Linked DNA regions of Mus musculus: all the other regions are linked to region 5. The links are chromatin contacts, called in public promoter capture Hi-C maps. All regions are on one chromosome and are shown on one strand. The core of a region is the stretch at or near the end of the contact, and the rest is flanking DNA. Distances in the headings are between cores, read along the strand shown.

Evidence for each region. Promoter capture Hi-C pulls out the DNA fragments that hold promoters and counts their contacts. Capture Hi-C pulls out chosen DNA fragments and counts their contacts.
Region 1: a promoter capture Hi-C map of liver shows a contact between it and region 5, with 6 times the contacts expected there. The contact joins the promoter of Map2k7 here to the promoter of Zfp958 in region 5. A contact is called at or near these places in 17 of 39 promoter capture datasets (the 3T3-L1 cell line, 3T3-L1-derived adipocytes, the C10 cell line and 11 more), 6 of 484 Hi-C or Micro-C datasets (B cells, CD4 T cells, CD8 T cells and 2 more), 9 of 115 datasets of contacts at active chromatin or transcription factors (bone marrow-derived macrophages, cardiomyocytes, double positive thymocytes and 5 more) and 3 of 9 other capture datasets (adipose tissue, liver and pancreatic islet).
Region 2: a contact with region 5 is called in a promoter capture Hi-C map of liver, with 5 times the contacts expected there. The contact joins the promoter of Slc10a2 here to the promoter of Zfp958 in region 5. A contact is called at or near these places in 3 of 39 promoter capture datasets (liver and stem cell-derived epiblast-like cells) and 1 of 484 Hi-C or Micro-C datasets (liver).
Region 3: a contact with region 5 is called in a promoter capture Hi-C map of neural stem cells. The contact joins the promoter of Elavl1 here to the promoter of Zfp958 in region 5. A contact is called at or near these places in 19 of 39 promoter capture datasets (the 3T3-L1 cell line, 3T3-L1-derived adipocytes, the C10 cell line and 13 more), 1 of 15 datasets of contacts at CTCF or cohesin (the NIH/3T3 cell line), 11 of 484 Hi-C or Micro-C datasets (B cells, CD4 T cells, CD8 T cells and 8 more), 20 of 115 datasets of contacts at active chromatin or transcription factors (the NIH/3T3 cell line, the SCID.adh cell line, T-cell acute lymphoblastic leukemia and 14 more) and 3 of 9 other capture datasets (adipose tissue, liver and pancreatic islet).
Region 4: a contact with region 5 is called in a promoter capture Hi-C map of liver. The contact joins the promoter of Timm44 here to the promoter of Zfp958 in region 5. A contact is called at or near these places in 4 of 39 promoter capture datasets (cranial neural crest, frontonasal cranial neural crest, liver and 1 more), 1 of 15 datasets of contacts at CTCF or cohesin (the NIH/3T3 cell line), 5 of 484 Hi-C or Micro-C datasets (embryonic stem cells, myocytes, natural killer cells and 1 more), 15 of 115 datasets of contacts at active chromatin or transcription factors (the 230-238 cell line, the SCID.adh cell line, bone marrow-derived macrophages and 7 more) and 3 of 9 other capture datasets (adipose tissue, liver and pancreatic islet).

Annotation. Positions count from the first base shown.
Region 1 is chr8:4,237,406-4,240,105 of GRCm38.p6, reverse strand. It overlaps Map2k7 (mitogen-activated protein kinase kinase 7), which reads right to left and starts at 1,366. Exons shown (of 12, transcript NM_001164172.1): 1 at 1,073-1,366. The coding sequence starts at 1,196. Lrrc8e (leucine rich repeat containing 8 family, member E) reads right to left here. Exons shown (of 3, transcript NM_028175.2): 3 at 2,636-2,700.
Region 2 is chr8:5,103,927-5,106,626 of GRCm38.p6, reverse strand. Slc10a2 (solute carrier family 10, member 2) reads left to right here and starts at 1,340. Exons shown (of 6, transcript NM_011388.3): 1 at 1,340-1,820. The coding sequence starts at 1,444.
Region 3 is chr8:4,323,762-4,326,517 of GRCm38.p6, reverse strand. It overlaps Elavl1 (ELAV (embryonic lethal, abnormal vision)-like 1 (Hu antigen R)), which reads left to right and starts at 1,418. Exons shown (of 6, transcript NM_010485.3): 1 at 1,418-1,632. It also overlaps a transcript of Ccl25 not described here.
Region 4 is chr8:4,274,572-4,277,271 of GRCm38.p6, reverse strand. Timm44 (translocase of inner mitochondrial membrane 44) reads left to right here and starts at 1,367. Exons shown (of 13, transcript NM_011592.2): 1 at 1,367-1,429. The coding sequence starts at 1,385.
Region 5 is chr8:4,611,835-4,614,534 of GRCm38.p6, reverse strand. It overlaps Zfp958 (zinc finger protein 958), which reads right to left and starts at 1,365. Exons shown (of 4, transcript NM_145591.5): 1 at 1,257-1,365. The coding sequence starts at 1,259.

The DNA of each region.
Region 1 (2,700 bases), core at 117-2,616, 370 kb after region 5:
CCCTCTTACCATAGTGACCACACAGACAACTATAGTATGTATACTCCAAAGATTACATCACAGAGGATATAAAGAAGACATTCTGCTGAATCAAGAGGGACAGAGGAAGGGTTGGACAGAGAGGGGAGAAAAAAAGCCAGATTCTTTCAGCAAAGACAACTTGGGACAGGGGTATCTGGGATACAACAAGGATGCTAACTGTGGTCATGGTGGACAAGCTGGATGTGTGTCTAGAAAGGAAGAGGAAGCACTTTTGGTACAGGACCGTATGTCAGGAGGCAGGCCCAAAGACAGTAGGCTCAGAAAGGAGGTGCGTTTCTACTCGATGGGACTACACTGGTTACAGGTGTCTGTAGTAGTAGCAGTCACTTGAGCCCTGTAGACAAAGGCTGCCAGGCTGAGAGATGGCTATGTGTTTCCTGAGGGCTAGACAGCAATAGTGAAAAGTAGTTGGTCATTAGAGATATGAGGTGCCCCTGTATGTAGGAGGCAGTGAGCTGGGTCCAGTGACAAGGTCCTTCCAAGCTTAGAAGGAGCCATCTGATATGACCAAAGAAGTCAAATAGAAGCCTCCAATCAAAACGGATGTAGATGAGGACTTAGTGACCTACATGGGCAGATAGGCATGCACGTGTGTGGACTGTCTGCTAGGGGAGGGGACCTCTTGACAGTCACTGACTCGGCAGGAGTGGAACCACTGAATCAGAAGAGATATAACTGTTTGCAGAGTTAAAAGACTTGGTTGTAGTCACAGCGGCGTAGCTTCGAGTCTGAAAGCCTGCAAGGTGCAGGTGACAAGGCTCCGGAAGCCGACCACAGGGTGAGGGACTAAGCTCTCAGGTACCAACGGTGTGAACTTCGGGACCGCGGTACGTGGGCGGAGAGAGTCGCCCTGGAGACTGCCCACCCGACTTCCAGGTCACCGTGACCCTCTCCCTGCAAGCCGACAGCACAGAGAGTGGAGGGGAGGAGAGCTAGCGCCCCGGAAGCGGGGGCAGGATCTGCCCGGTGGGCGGGGCCTCCCAGTGCGCGCCCCGCCCCGCCCGCCCCTCCCCCACGAGGCCGTGCTTACTGGGCCTGGGCCGCTGTGGGCTGATATCCAAGTTGAGGTCGATCCTCCTGCGGGCCTCACGGTTCTCCTGCTTCAGCTTGGCTTCCAGGCGGGACAGCTTCTGCTCCAGGGAGGACGCCGCCATCTTCCCCGCCGCCGCTGCCGCCGCTCACCGCCAGGCCACCCGTCAGTCCGGGGTAGACAAACACCGCACTGCGCCTGCGCTCGGATGACCCCGCCGAGCCGCCGTCCTGCCTAGACCACCCCAGCGCGTGCCCGCCCTGCCTCGCGTGCATAACGCCGCGCGTGCGCACTGGGTTCCAGTAGGAAGCTGATGCCACCTAGAGCCCGAGGCGGGCCTCATGCATTGTCATGGCCTATCGCTGCCTTCCGCAGTGCGCATGCGTGAAGTTTCAGGCGATTAAGCGCTGTTGGAAATCACTTAAAAAAAAAAAAGAAAAAAAGAGAGAAAGCGAAGTCCGGTCAACCGCACGCCTGCGTGCAGAAGCGGGAGACCGGCCAAGCTCGCGCCTTTACTGCACACGCTTACGGCTGTTCCCAGATTATTCTTCACTTCGTGTGCATCTCTAGGGCGCTCTGGTGCCCGCGCCCTCACGGAACAACCTTCCTCGTCTAGGACGGTCTTTCATGAGGACCTGTTATGCTTAATTGCGGCCTGAACTCTCGCTGTTAGCATGGAGCCGCCTCCTCACCGTAATTAGGTGCCCATGGTAATCCCTTTCCATTTCAGCCAGTCCCAGCACAGTGAGAGTAGCCCTGACAAGTGGAGAGGGAATCCAGAGTTGGTGATTCCTGAGCTCGGTGTCAGAATCAAGGTTAAGGCCAGACTTTCTGCCCCATTCCTATCCTTTCGCCCGGAGAATCCGGACTTGAAACCAATGTTATCTGAAGACAGTCCCTGGGGTTAGATGCCTCTGCCCTGCTAGCCCCATCCCCACCCTGCATTAAGTTCTTCCAAGAGTGCTAGGATAAAGTTTGTGTGTAAATTCGGGTCGTTGAATGTGCAGGGACATTCAGCAAGAGACCAAACCCAGGAGGTCAGGCTGCGCACAACTCCGGAAGCAACAGTGAACACTTTGGGATGGGCCTTGGCCTTTAAAGGCTTCTTAGAACTCCTTTGGTAATGACCTATGGGTGGAGCAGAGAGAAGCTTAGAGTTAAAAGGATAAAAGAGGAGAGGAAAATTGGATTGGTTTTGTTTTGTTTTGTTTTGTTTTCGCAACAAGGTTTCACTGTGTAGTTCTAGCTGCCCTGTAACTCTGTAGACCCGGCTGGCCTGGAACTCAAGAAATCCACCTGCCTCTGCCTTCTGGAGTGTTGGGACTGAAGATAGGCATCACCACCATCCAACTGTTTTAGAGGGTGGGGTGAGGTAGATTCTTTAGGAAAAAAAAAAAAAAAAAACCTAGGCAGAAAACTACCCAATTTCTCTTGATTCTACTTCACCTCGTTGAAGTAACTTGGATATCCTTCCTCCCAGGACAGACAGCCTGATTTGATAGACAGGTGTCATCATTTGGCCCCAGTTATAGGCAGCTTAGACAATCATACTGTACAAGGAGGTGGAAATTACCGTTCTCGTTTATTAAGCACCCAGTGGTATATGCTCCCCTGCACAGGAAACATTC
Region 2 (2,700 bases), core at 91-2,590, 490 kb before region 5:
TATTTCTGTGAGGAGTTTTTCTTCACAGGTAGCTTCTGAGTGTGAGCAGTCAGACTTCACTATTATGATATAACTAGAGACACAATCAAAGCCCTGCCCAATCTCAAAGGGGTGCCCTATTCAGCATCATTACGTTCAACTGGGAGCTCTATAGAAAACAAAGTCAAGAGTCAGAACCTACATTTAAAAAATGCCTCCTGAAATCTTAAGCATACTGAGTTCTAAGAAACTGTTCTAAATGGTTTGTGTTAGTGTGTTTGTCTTCCTGGGAGAGAGAGATAGAAACAGGACCTCATTCTCTAGTCCATGATGGTCTTGAACTTCATATCCTCATGCTTCATGCTCTTCAGACTCCTGAGTCTGTAGATATAAGCTAGAACCCAGCCTACTCTAGTGTTGGGTTTAAATACCTGAGAACTGGACATTTGTCTTCTGCCTATTTTTGTGCCTTCCTTACATACCTTACCACAGCGCTCTGTTCATCCATCATAAAAATAACTACTTGATATTTCCAAAAACCTCTTATAATACTTTCTATTTCACACACACACACACACACACACACACACACACACACACACACACACACACAACTTTAATTCCTGGCTCTAAGCACAAAGAGTTATACTGTCACTTTGACCTAATCTAGAGTTTATGCCTCTAACTAATTGTATTGTCTCTATCTATAAAACACTTTGTTGCCATGTCAATATATGTATAATTCATGTGTAAGTAACGAAGGTGGCTCCATATGATGGACTTCAGCAGAAAACATTCAGTGCTCACAAGGACTAACCACCCTTCCCTAAGTTTTTTTTCAAGCCCTAGAAGTCTGTGAAACATGCATATGTTTTGTGGACATCATAGTTCATATAAGGAAGAATGACCACTTGACAGCTATTGTAAGAAAGCTGAAAATCTTCTTCAGTCAACTTATAATGTAGTTTGGCATGGGGTTATTGTTTTTTTTTTTGTTTTAATATAATTTTCAAAGCTTTAGTACCCCCTACTTAAAGTTGGAGGAGAGAATAATACACTTTACTCCACTCCAACTCTTGGAACATTCTATACAATTCAGAGTTTAACTAAAATTATTCCCAGCAAACTTTCCTGGCATTAATTATTAACGTGGCTATTTCTGTGTGGCTTAGTTCATTATCATGTCAATAAATGATTAATTATAACTTTCTGTCTTGGCCAGTAGTTTCTCTGGACGTTTTATGATTCATTATTTGTGCTATGTTGTAATGCAGCCTCTCGAAACTGACATACTAGCATTTATTGTTTTTTATTGCTTCTCTAACGTGGCTTTTCAAAGAGACACCAAGTACCACATGTTGAGAAAGGGTTTAAAAGTTTGGCGTGTTGAAAGCATACTCAGCTGGCAGTAGAGACAGAACTGGTGCTTCTGTGGACTTGGCCATTTGCACAGCACAAGCAGTGATGGATAACTCCTCTGTCTGTCCCCCAAATGCAACTGTCTGCGAAGGCGATTCCTGCGTAGTACCTGAGAGCAACTTCAATGCAATTCTCAATACAGTGATGAGCACTGTGCTCACCATCCTCTTAGCCATGGTGATGTTTTCTATGGGGTGCAATGTGGAAGTCCACAAGTTCCTAGGACATATAAAGAGACCATGGGGTATCTTCGTGGGCTTCCTCTGTCAGTTTGGAATCATGCCTCTCACAGGCTTTATCCTGTCTGTGGCCTCTGGCATCCTTCCTGTACAGGCTGTAGTGGTGCTAATTATGGGTTGCTGCCCTGGAGGAACTGGCTCCAATATCCTGGCCTATTGGATAGATGGCGACATGGACCTCAGGTAAGATATAAAAATCTGTAACTGTTACAGCCAACTGGAGTTAAGTTTAGAAAAATCTGTATCTTTTTCAACATCCATTTGATCTGCTGCACTGACTAAATGTCTAAGGAGTTAAATGGGAAGAGTAAGTGCATCCATGTGCCTTTTGAAACAGCTGCTTTGCTATTCGAAATGGGGACTCTTATTTGTGTCTTTGTATTTTTTGTAGTTTTCATCCTAAACCAAACAGTAGTTTACATTTTAATTTTTAATATTTTCAGTTAGCACACAAAGAAGCAACCTTCTAAGTGACTTTTGTATGCATGTTTATCATTGCGTTTTGTTCCTAATTATATGTCATTACCACTAGTTCCCCACTCTCCCTCCTGCTGTTCCACTCCCTGTCCTGCTTCCATGCCGCATACATTCCATTATCTTCCCTATTTCCGCCCTGATCTGCCCTGAAAGTTCCCTCTCTATCAAGTCCTGTGAGTATGTATGGCTATGTGTGTATGTATAAATTTAAATCAAGATCAGCCTCTGAGAGGAAGACTTGGTATTTGTCTTCTTAGTCTGTATTAATATGCTTGCACTTTGAACTCTAACTCAGTTAACAAGAAGTTGTATTACCTGTGGAAAACATTCAAACTTTTTCATTAAATAATTCTTCCACAAACTGCAACTGAGAAAGTCTTGTTGCAATGGAATTAAGGATGAACTTTCTGTGTGATGACAAGTTGGTCTTAGTGCAAATACAAACTCAAACTTCTCATCAAATATTAAACTCTGGTCAACATCAGCTCCACCAAAAAGCCTGTTCTTTGGACAAATACTTCTTGGTTAGAAAGCTAATGAAGAATTCATAAATTCATTTTAAATCTGGTGACATTAAGAGGAAACA
Region 3 (2,756 bases), core at 169-2,668, 290 kb after region 5:
CATTGGTTGCTGAGTGTAAACCTGAGTTCAACCCCCATATCTCTTATGACGGAAGAACTGACGCCTCCAAGTAACCCTTTGACTCTCACATAGATGGTCACACAAACACATGCATATTATAATATATACATATTATACACATATACACAAACACCATCCTTTAAAAACACGTACATACATACAAACAAATACATACATAATATAAAAATTTTGAATATAACTTTTTTTCAAATCCTGTAGAACTACTTTTAAAAGGTTACCTACACGCAGCGGCTGTGTTGCAGGCCTGTAATCCTAGAACTTGGGAGATGAAAGCAAAAGGATCATTTCACTGACATCCTTCGTTACACAGAAAGTTTAAGGCCAACCTGGATCATATGAAACATCACCCTAAACCCCAGCAATCAGGAAACAGAGGCAGGCAGATCTCTATGAGGCAATGGTCAGCGTGATTTATAAGTTCCAAGCCAGGACTACTTAGGAAGATCCCGACTAAAAGAAAACAAACACGCTAAAAAACGGTGGACAGAGGTAGAGACAATAGAGAAGTTTTCAATCAAACAGGGTGGCATATACGTTTCTGATAGCACTAGTCCAGAACAGCAGCCTCCAAAAGGCACAGGCAGTTGTTTTTCTGGTCACTGCCCGACTGCCTGGCACATAGTAGGCATTTTAAATTTCGAAGGAAGTGGGGCTGGAAAGATGGCTCAGCAATTAAGATCACTGGCTGCTTTTACAGAAGACATGGGTTCAGTAGTCGGCTCCCAAACGCAGTTAACAATAGTCCCCCGGAGGATCCGACCTTCTCTCTGACTCCCATCTGCACTACACGCATATGGTGCACAGGGTTAACATACATGCAGGCTGAACACCCATGCATACACACTAAGAAAAATCTTAAAACCAAGAAATTTTAACTTTAGATTCCCAGAGGCTGACCATGCTGACCACATCCTTTAACCCGCTTCACCAGATAACAAAACTGAGGCCCGGCTCAGTGACGTCAGCCGGTGCTCAACTGCAGGCAGACCGGAAATGTCCGGGCCGGGATTCGAATCGGGGATCCTGTCCTCCTAGCGAGGGCTCCCGATGACCAACTTGCTTTCTCTGGACGTAAGCGGCTGCACAGCCCGCATTGTGAGGATCACACGACGTGCGTTCTATAAAGAGCGCCACTCTTTGGCCTCGACGTCCAGACGGCGTCCACTGCGGGCCAGGCTCCAACTCACCCTCTCCGCGGCCATCGCCAGCCACTTCGCGACTCCACTGGGCGCCTTGGTCCACCGCGGACGACGCCGACAGGAAGTCCCGCCTACGCCGCGCGCACCCGCGTACCGCGACAGCCATGCCAACCAATGAGCGTCGCTTCTTCAAAGACACTGACCAATAGCAGAGCGCGCTGAGCAGGGGGCGTGTCTGGGCCGCGGGGCCGGGGAGCGGGTCGTGCGCGCTGAGGAGGAGCCGCAGCCGTCGCCGTCGCCGTCGCCGTCGCCGTCGCCGTCGCCGCTACCGCTACCGCTACCGCTCTGCCGCCGCCGCCGCCGCCGCCACCGCTGCCGAGGCCGTGCGGAGCCGTTATCGCCGCGCCGCCCGCCCCGGAGCAGAGTCCCGGGCCTTCCCGCCCGTGTTCAGGTGAGGCCGGAGGCTTCGGCGACTTCCGAAAGAGTAGGCCGCGCTAGGGCCTGAGCTCGCCTAGCCCCACGGGCGTCCGCCGGGCCTGCACCGGCCGAAGGCCCCAGGCCGCGGTAGGCCTGGGTATGGAGACGCGCGTGTGGGCCGCGGCTGGGCGAATGGGAACCGACTCTGTTTGATTCAGGTTGGCGACAAGCCTCCGCCGGGCCAGATTCCTCTGGGCTCCCGCGAGAGAGGCGGGAGAAGGACACAGCGTGGGCACGCGCTTTGGGGGGCCGGGCTCCGAGGCTTGGGGGGCCCCGGATAGTTGATCTCGGAGGCCCGGTGATCCGGGGGTGGAAGAGTGGAGCGAGGACCTTGGGCGCCAGAGGTCATGGCCCACAGACTTGCTCCCTCGGGAAATCCCATAGATTTCTTTTGTGGACGATTTTCTGGACACACCGCGACGAATCATGAGGTCCTTTTAGAAGTGTGCAAACCTTTCGTCTGTGTGTAGAAGTCTAGAAGAGAAAGGGGAAATTTTTTCTTTGATCGCCATCTCTAACAAAGCTGTTTTAGGGACGTTTTCATTTGTAAAATAACGTGTAAATATTAAAAAGGCAATTGCACGCTGTTGAACAATGGGTAGTGATGATGGATCTTCCCTTTCTCTTGTCTTCTGCTGCTAAAGCATGCCAAAATGGGTTTGACGCCTACTATGTGGAGAGCAGGTGGAGAACTTTTTTGCACTAGACAGAGCTTCCATTATCGGAAGTGTCCATGTGGGACACCGCTGGCCAGAGCTCTAGAAGAGGCAAGATCGGATGTTAAAGCTTTCTTAACCTCCTTGTTACAGGCAGTTAGAGTCAGATAATGGTTGGTTGGGAGGGCCTGGCTGCCCTATGCATTGCAGAAAGTTGGATAGCATGCCTGGCTTCTTCTGCCTACTGAGTATTAGCATCTCTGCCTCCTACTTCTTCCAGTTGTGAGTACCAAAAACACATTGAGGCGTTGCTAGGGTTCTTTCTCTCGTTTTTTTCCCTCCACCAAAACACATACACAGAGAGGTGAGAAATCTTTAAGCAGTCTTCCTGGAAAAGTTCTTCCAGCCCTATCCGATGATCTGGGTGAAGCACCTAAGATCT
Region 4 (2,700 bases), core at 118-2,617, 340 kb after region 5:
TAAATTAATAAATCTTTATTTCAGGGGGAGGAGGAGGAGAGAAGAGGAAGAAGTGGTTTGAAAATCTTGCTCTGAGAGCAACTGGCAGGTCAAGGCACTGTCAGTCATTGTCAACTGTATCTAGAGTTAATCAGCCTTGTTTAGTTTCCAGTTAAATATATATTTTGTAGTTCACCCACCTACATGCCTATCTCTAACACTAACATTGTCCTGTCTCAGAGTGGAGCTGTGACTCATTTGGTAGGGTGCTTGTTTAGCATGCACAGGTTCTATGTTCCATCCCCTGCAGTGTACATAAACCTTCTGTTGTGGTGCACAACTGTGATCAGTAACATTTGGGAGGTGGAGGCAGGAGGATCAGAAGTTCAAGGTCTTCTTCAACTACATAACAAATTGGAGGCCAGCCTGGAGAGTACACACACACACACACACACACACACACACACACACACACACACACTGAGCCATAGGAGTTTTGTTTCTTTGTTTTGGGGCAATCTGTGCACCAGTTTGAATACTTCAAAGGTTTTGCCCTTTTGTAGTCTTTTTATAAATTTTTTATTTTATGTGTATGAGTCTTTTGCTTGCTGGACTACATGAGACCCTCAAAAAAAAAAAAAAATCCGTCAAACAAAACAACAAAAACCCACCATTGAGATGTGAGCTATCCCAATTCTGTACTGAATGCTCCCCAATAGGCCTTTTTGTAGTCATCTTAATTTGTTTGTTTTTGTTTTTCGAGACAGGGTTTCTCTGTGTAGCCCTGGCTGTACTGGAACTCACTTTGTAGACCAGGCTGGCCTCGAACTCAGAAATCCGCCTGCCTCTGTCTCCCAAGTCCTGGGATTAAAGGCGTGCGCCACCACACCTAGCATCATCTTAATTTTATGTGTATAGGTAGGAGTTTTGCAGCATGTATGTCTATCCTCCATGACTGGTACCCTTGGAAGTCAAAAGAGGGTTTCGGATCCCCTGAATCTGGAGTTATAGGCAGTTGTGAGCTACCATGTGCGTGCCGAGAACGGAATCCGAATTCTCTGCCAGAGCAGCCAGTGGACTTAACTGCAGAGCCATCTCTCCAGTCCTCTGTCCTTTTGTAGTTCCCACCTTACCACGGATGGTCTCACAAAAATGCTTTCCTCCCTGAGCCTCAACAAGAGGCTTACCTGTCCTAAACTCTGCCCCCTCCCAGGCTGGATCGCAGAATCCTTGATGTCTTGAAGCATAAGAGACTTGGCTCCCAGAAGACCAATCGGGTTTCTTTCTCCTCTACCTCCCTCCTCCTCCTCCCCCCGGGTTTTCCCAGGCTGGTGCTGTTCTAGGCCGGCGCAGCCGATGACGCGATCGATGAGCGACGCAGGAAGGTCACACGGGCTCTTCCAACATGGCGGCGGCAGCTCTGCGGGGTGGCTGGTGCCGCTGTCCGCGGGTGAGCAGACGTGCGGGGCTGGTAGGGCAGAAATAAGGGGTCTGGACGCTCGGCTTTTAAGATCTCCTTCTCTTCAGTCCCGGATCGCTCTCGTTTTTTCTTATGGGTTCCACGGTTGGGTTAGGGTTCGGTCATTGGGTCAGCCGAGGCTTGGGAAAGTAGCAGGAAGGCCCTGGGGCGGGAACTGATCCCCCACCCCCTCTTCCCCGAATTCAGCGGCAATGCTCGAAGCTACCCTGGAACTGGTCACCTCTCACCTGTCGGTCTGTTCCCTCGTGCACGAGGGAGTCCCTGGTGTCTGGGGAGATGATACCCCATTGAGAAAACAGCTTGATGAAAGTTTGGTTTTTTCTCTCGCTCTTTAAAGTGACATTCACTGTTCCCGTTTGAATGTCAAGTCCTCAGCGGAGAGTGTTTCCTAAATTCCACTTCTAATGATCAGCGTGAAAGTGCAGGAAGTAGTTCTTGCTCTGGATAAGAACTAGAACTCTTGACTTAGGTCAATGTCCTGTTAATACACACTCAGAATATAAATATAGTTCTTTATATTGCTATTGTTTAACCCAGTCTCATTAGGTTAAGGAACGCGAAACTTAGATTAAGCAATCTGCTCACAGACGCGGAGCTAGTAGGTTGCTGATCTGGTCCAAAGCCCAGCTCAGTATGATTCTATCGCCAATTATTAGGAGGAAGGGAAATGTAAAACAAGTTATCCCAAGAGCAAACTTCAGTAACTATAGCCATACTGGTATGCATTTGGACCTTGAGAGCTTGTTTGGAGGTTCTACCTGGGAAGAGCAGGTATATGCTTGACCAAAGAAAGATCATCCTCTTTGACTAAATGTGCAACTTTGAGAAGAACACACGTGGAGCTGGAAGGAAGGAAGGAAGGAAGGAAGGGGGAAAATGACACCAAGTAGCTAGATCATTCAAGTCAACCCTGGCAGTCAGTGCAGTGATAAATGATACAGCCTGATCCTCTTCACTTCTCAACCTATGTGAGTTTGGGATGTTAACCAGTGATTACATAGCTAGGAAAAAGTGGAGAAGAAAAGTTTGTAAAATGAAAAGTGCTTCTGTTAGGTCATTGTGTTTCAGTGGACCTGTGCTGGACTCAACTGCACACAACTACGAGTTCATCATTTGGTAGGATCAAAAAGGGTCTTTCTCATGAGGTTACTGGATTCTCTGCCCAGAGGGGCTCTGTATTTAGAACCTTTGACCAGGGCATGACAGGTCTATTCCATAGTTTTCCCTGCACCAAGAAGTTG
Region 5 (2,700 bases), core at 116-2,615:
GCTGGGATTTGAACTCAGGACCTCTGGAAGAGCAGTCAGTGCTCTTAACCAGTTGGTTATGACCCTGTAATGCCCCCTGAGAGCAGCTTGATAGAGGCCTGTTTTTAGACCTAGTGGCTGGTTGTAAATCAGGGGAGTGTCCTTTGTTATGGTTTGGAACCATATTTCAGGACAATCCTAGTCAACAAACATGTGTATCCTAGCATCTTAATCTCTAACAGGTCTGGTTAGCATACTACTTCTCTGTAGGAAGTCTTAGCTTGATAGCCGGGCGGTGGTGGCTCACGCCTTTAATACCAGCACTTAGGAGGTAGAGGCAGGCAGATTTCTGAGTTCGAGGCCAGCCTGGTCTACAAAGTGAGTTCCAGGACAGCCAGAGCTACACAGAGAAACCCTGTCTCGAAAAAGCAAAGAAAAAAAAATTATTTGATATCACTTACTCTTTCTAAGCACTGGTAACTACTTCACATCATCTTCTACATTACAGCTAGATATTGGAGTGCTGCTACACAGCACTTGAGATACCTTGTACAACCTCCACAAGATTAACTCCAAATGGATCTTACACCTAAATGTTAAATGCTAAGAACTTGTAGAAGACACTAGAGAAACTAGGGCTATCCAAGTTTGTCTTCCTGCCAAGGATGTTTCTACACAGAAGACCCTGCTTCAAATGCACTGATCCAGCCTCCAAAGTGAAGTAATTCTGAGGCCACCACGAGGTCCAGGGAGTGACTAGAGACCAGAGGGGGTGCAACAGGCTGCCGCTTCCCACTCAGCCCCAGGAAGGACCTACCACTCCAGCTCCCAGCTGCTCAGTCGCCTGCTTCTCCCCTTTGCAGACTATGACCTTGCGCTCACAATATCAAGATTTTGGATCTTGTCTGATTTCCCCTCACAGCATCCAGCAGCAGCACACAGAGCACAGCACACCAGATCAGTCAAACCTGCTCAGCTACAGAACGGAACCTGCAGCAGGGCACCCCGGGGGAGCTGGGGGGGGGGGGGAGACCCTCCTCCTCTTCTGACTGGCAGGTGTGCCTGCAGGCCCTGATTGACCAACAAGTCTTGAACATCTTGAGTACCTCCGTTAGGGTTGGAGCGTGCTGAAGTGTCCAGGGCCAGACCATTTCCAGATATACAAAGATCCGCATTTCCAAAGTCCTTGTGCCTTCCCACCCAGCCTCTGGGGAGGACCCACCACTCTCACTCCGGCTGCTCTTCCCCTTGCCGTGGGGAAGTGACCCTGCTCTCACCATGCCGTGACTGCAGAGCTTGCCTGAGCTCTCCTAGCCGCACCAAACAGCAGTACACAGAGCACGTCACACGGAACCGTTCGAGCTTCTCAGCGGCGGAGCTGGACTTGCAGTATGGCACCCGGAAGAACCCGCCTCTTCTGACTGAGAGGCCTTCCTGGAGAACCTGATTGGCCAATGAGTCTTGAGTGACAGGAACACATCCCTTTGGGTTAGAGTGTGTTAAAGAGACAGAGCATAGTGGTTCCTGGGCCAGGCTTCCACGCCGAGGACCGACCTTTCCCAGATATGCAGAGATTCGCATTTCAATAGCACTTTTTCTTGTCCTCCAATAGCTACCACAGCCAGCCCTTAGGGAGGCCCTGCCACGGACCACCCCAGTCGGGTATGAGGGTTCCTGGGAAGAGGATCCTCGAAGGCTAGGTGGGTAAGGATTTGGCGGTGACAAAACAAACACAGAGGCAGTTTGAATCTGAATATATTTTGCAGTCCTCATGCAAGGGTTTTTATGCATAAAGAAACAAATATTACAACTCTGAGCAGATGTGTTCAGTGAAGCAGTCAGATAGAACATATATCATCATAGTCATTTGGCACAATAAAATACAGAATCATCCAAGAATTACAACTTCTCAAAAAGTGTGTTCATTGACGCAATCACGGATAGAACAGGTAATGAAAGAACTCAGTGGGGAAACCCCCACTCAGCTCCCGATTCGGCGTGCACCCAAGAATCGCGAATAGAACACAACACCTTGATGTAACAACAAGAGGTTTTTTAATGGCGGAGCTCCGGGTCGAAACGTATCTCACACAACAGGAGACAGTGGATTCGACCACGAGGCTTGGAAGCTAGGGGTTTTTATAGAAAAGGAGTGGGGCTGGGGGAGGAATTGGCGCGGTTTCACATGATTGGTCCATTTAAACATCAGCAGCCTGTAACATTTAACTTAGGTCAGAGGGGTGGGAGCTAGGGAGGCGATGGGCTTGCCCGGGCATGTCCTGGTCTGTTCTGCTGTGTTCTCAGCCCCAGGTTTCAAAGCTCACAAACAACTCTTTGGGCTATTTAACATACATTACATGAATTACAGTTTTATTTCCTTTCAGTAACATCATTGTTATTTGGCACAATAAAAATCATCTAAGGCTAGTGGCAAATTTCCAAGAAGAAATTAATACATTTTTAAGGTCAGTTATTGTTTAACATTTAGTACCTGATTTTTTGTAAATCTTCAAAGCATAAATTTAAACTATTTTAATTCTTTTTATTTAAAGGCTTCCTTAAACAATTTACCAAAGCCTACTTCCGATGATGTAAGACCCCGAGCAGTGACAGTAGGGGGCTTTTAACAGCTAGCTGAGGAATTGGGAGGAGTTTGGAGGAGAGTTGAGAGGAGTTGGGAGGAGATAGGAAGAGTTGGGAGGAGTTGGGAAGAGTTGGGAA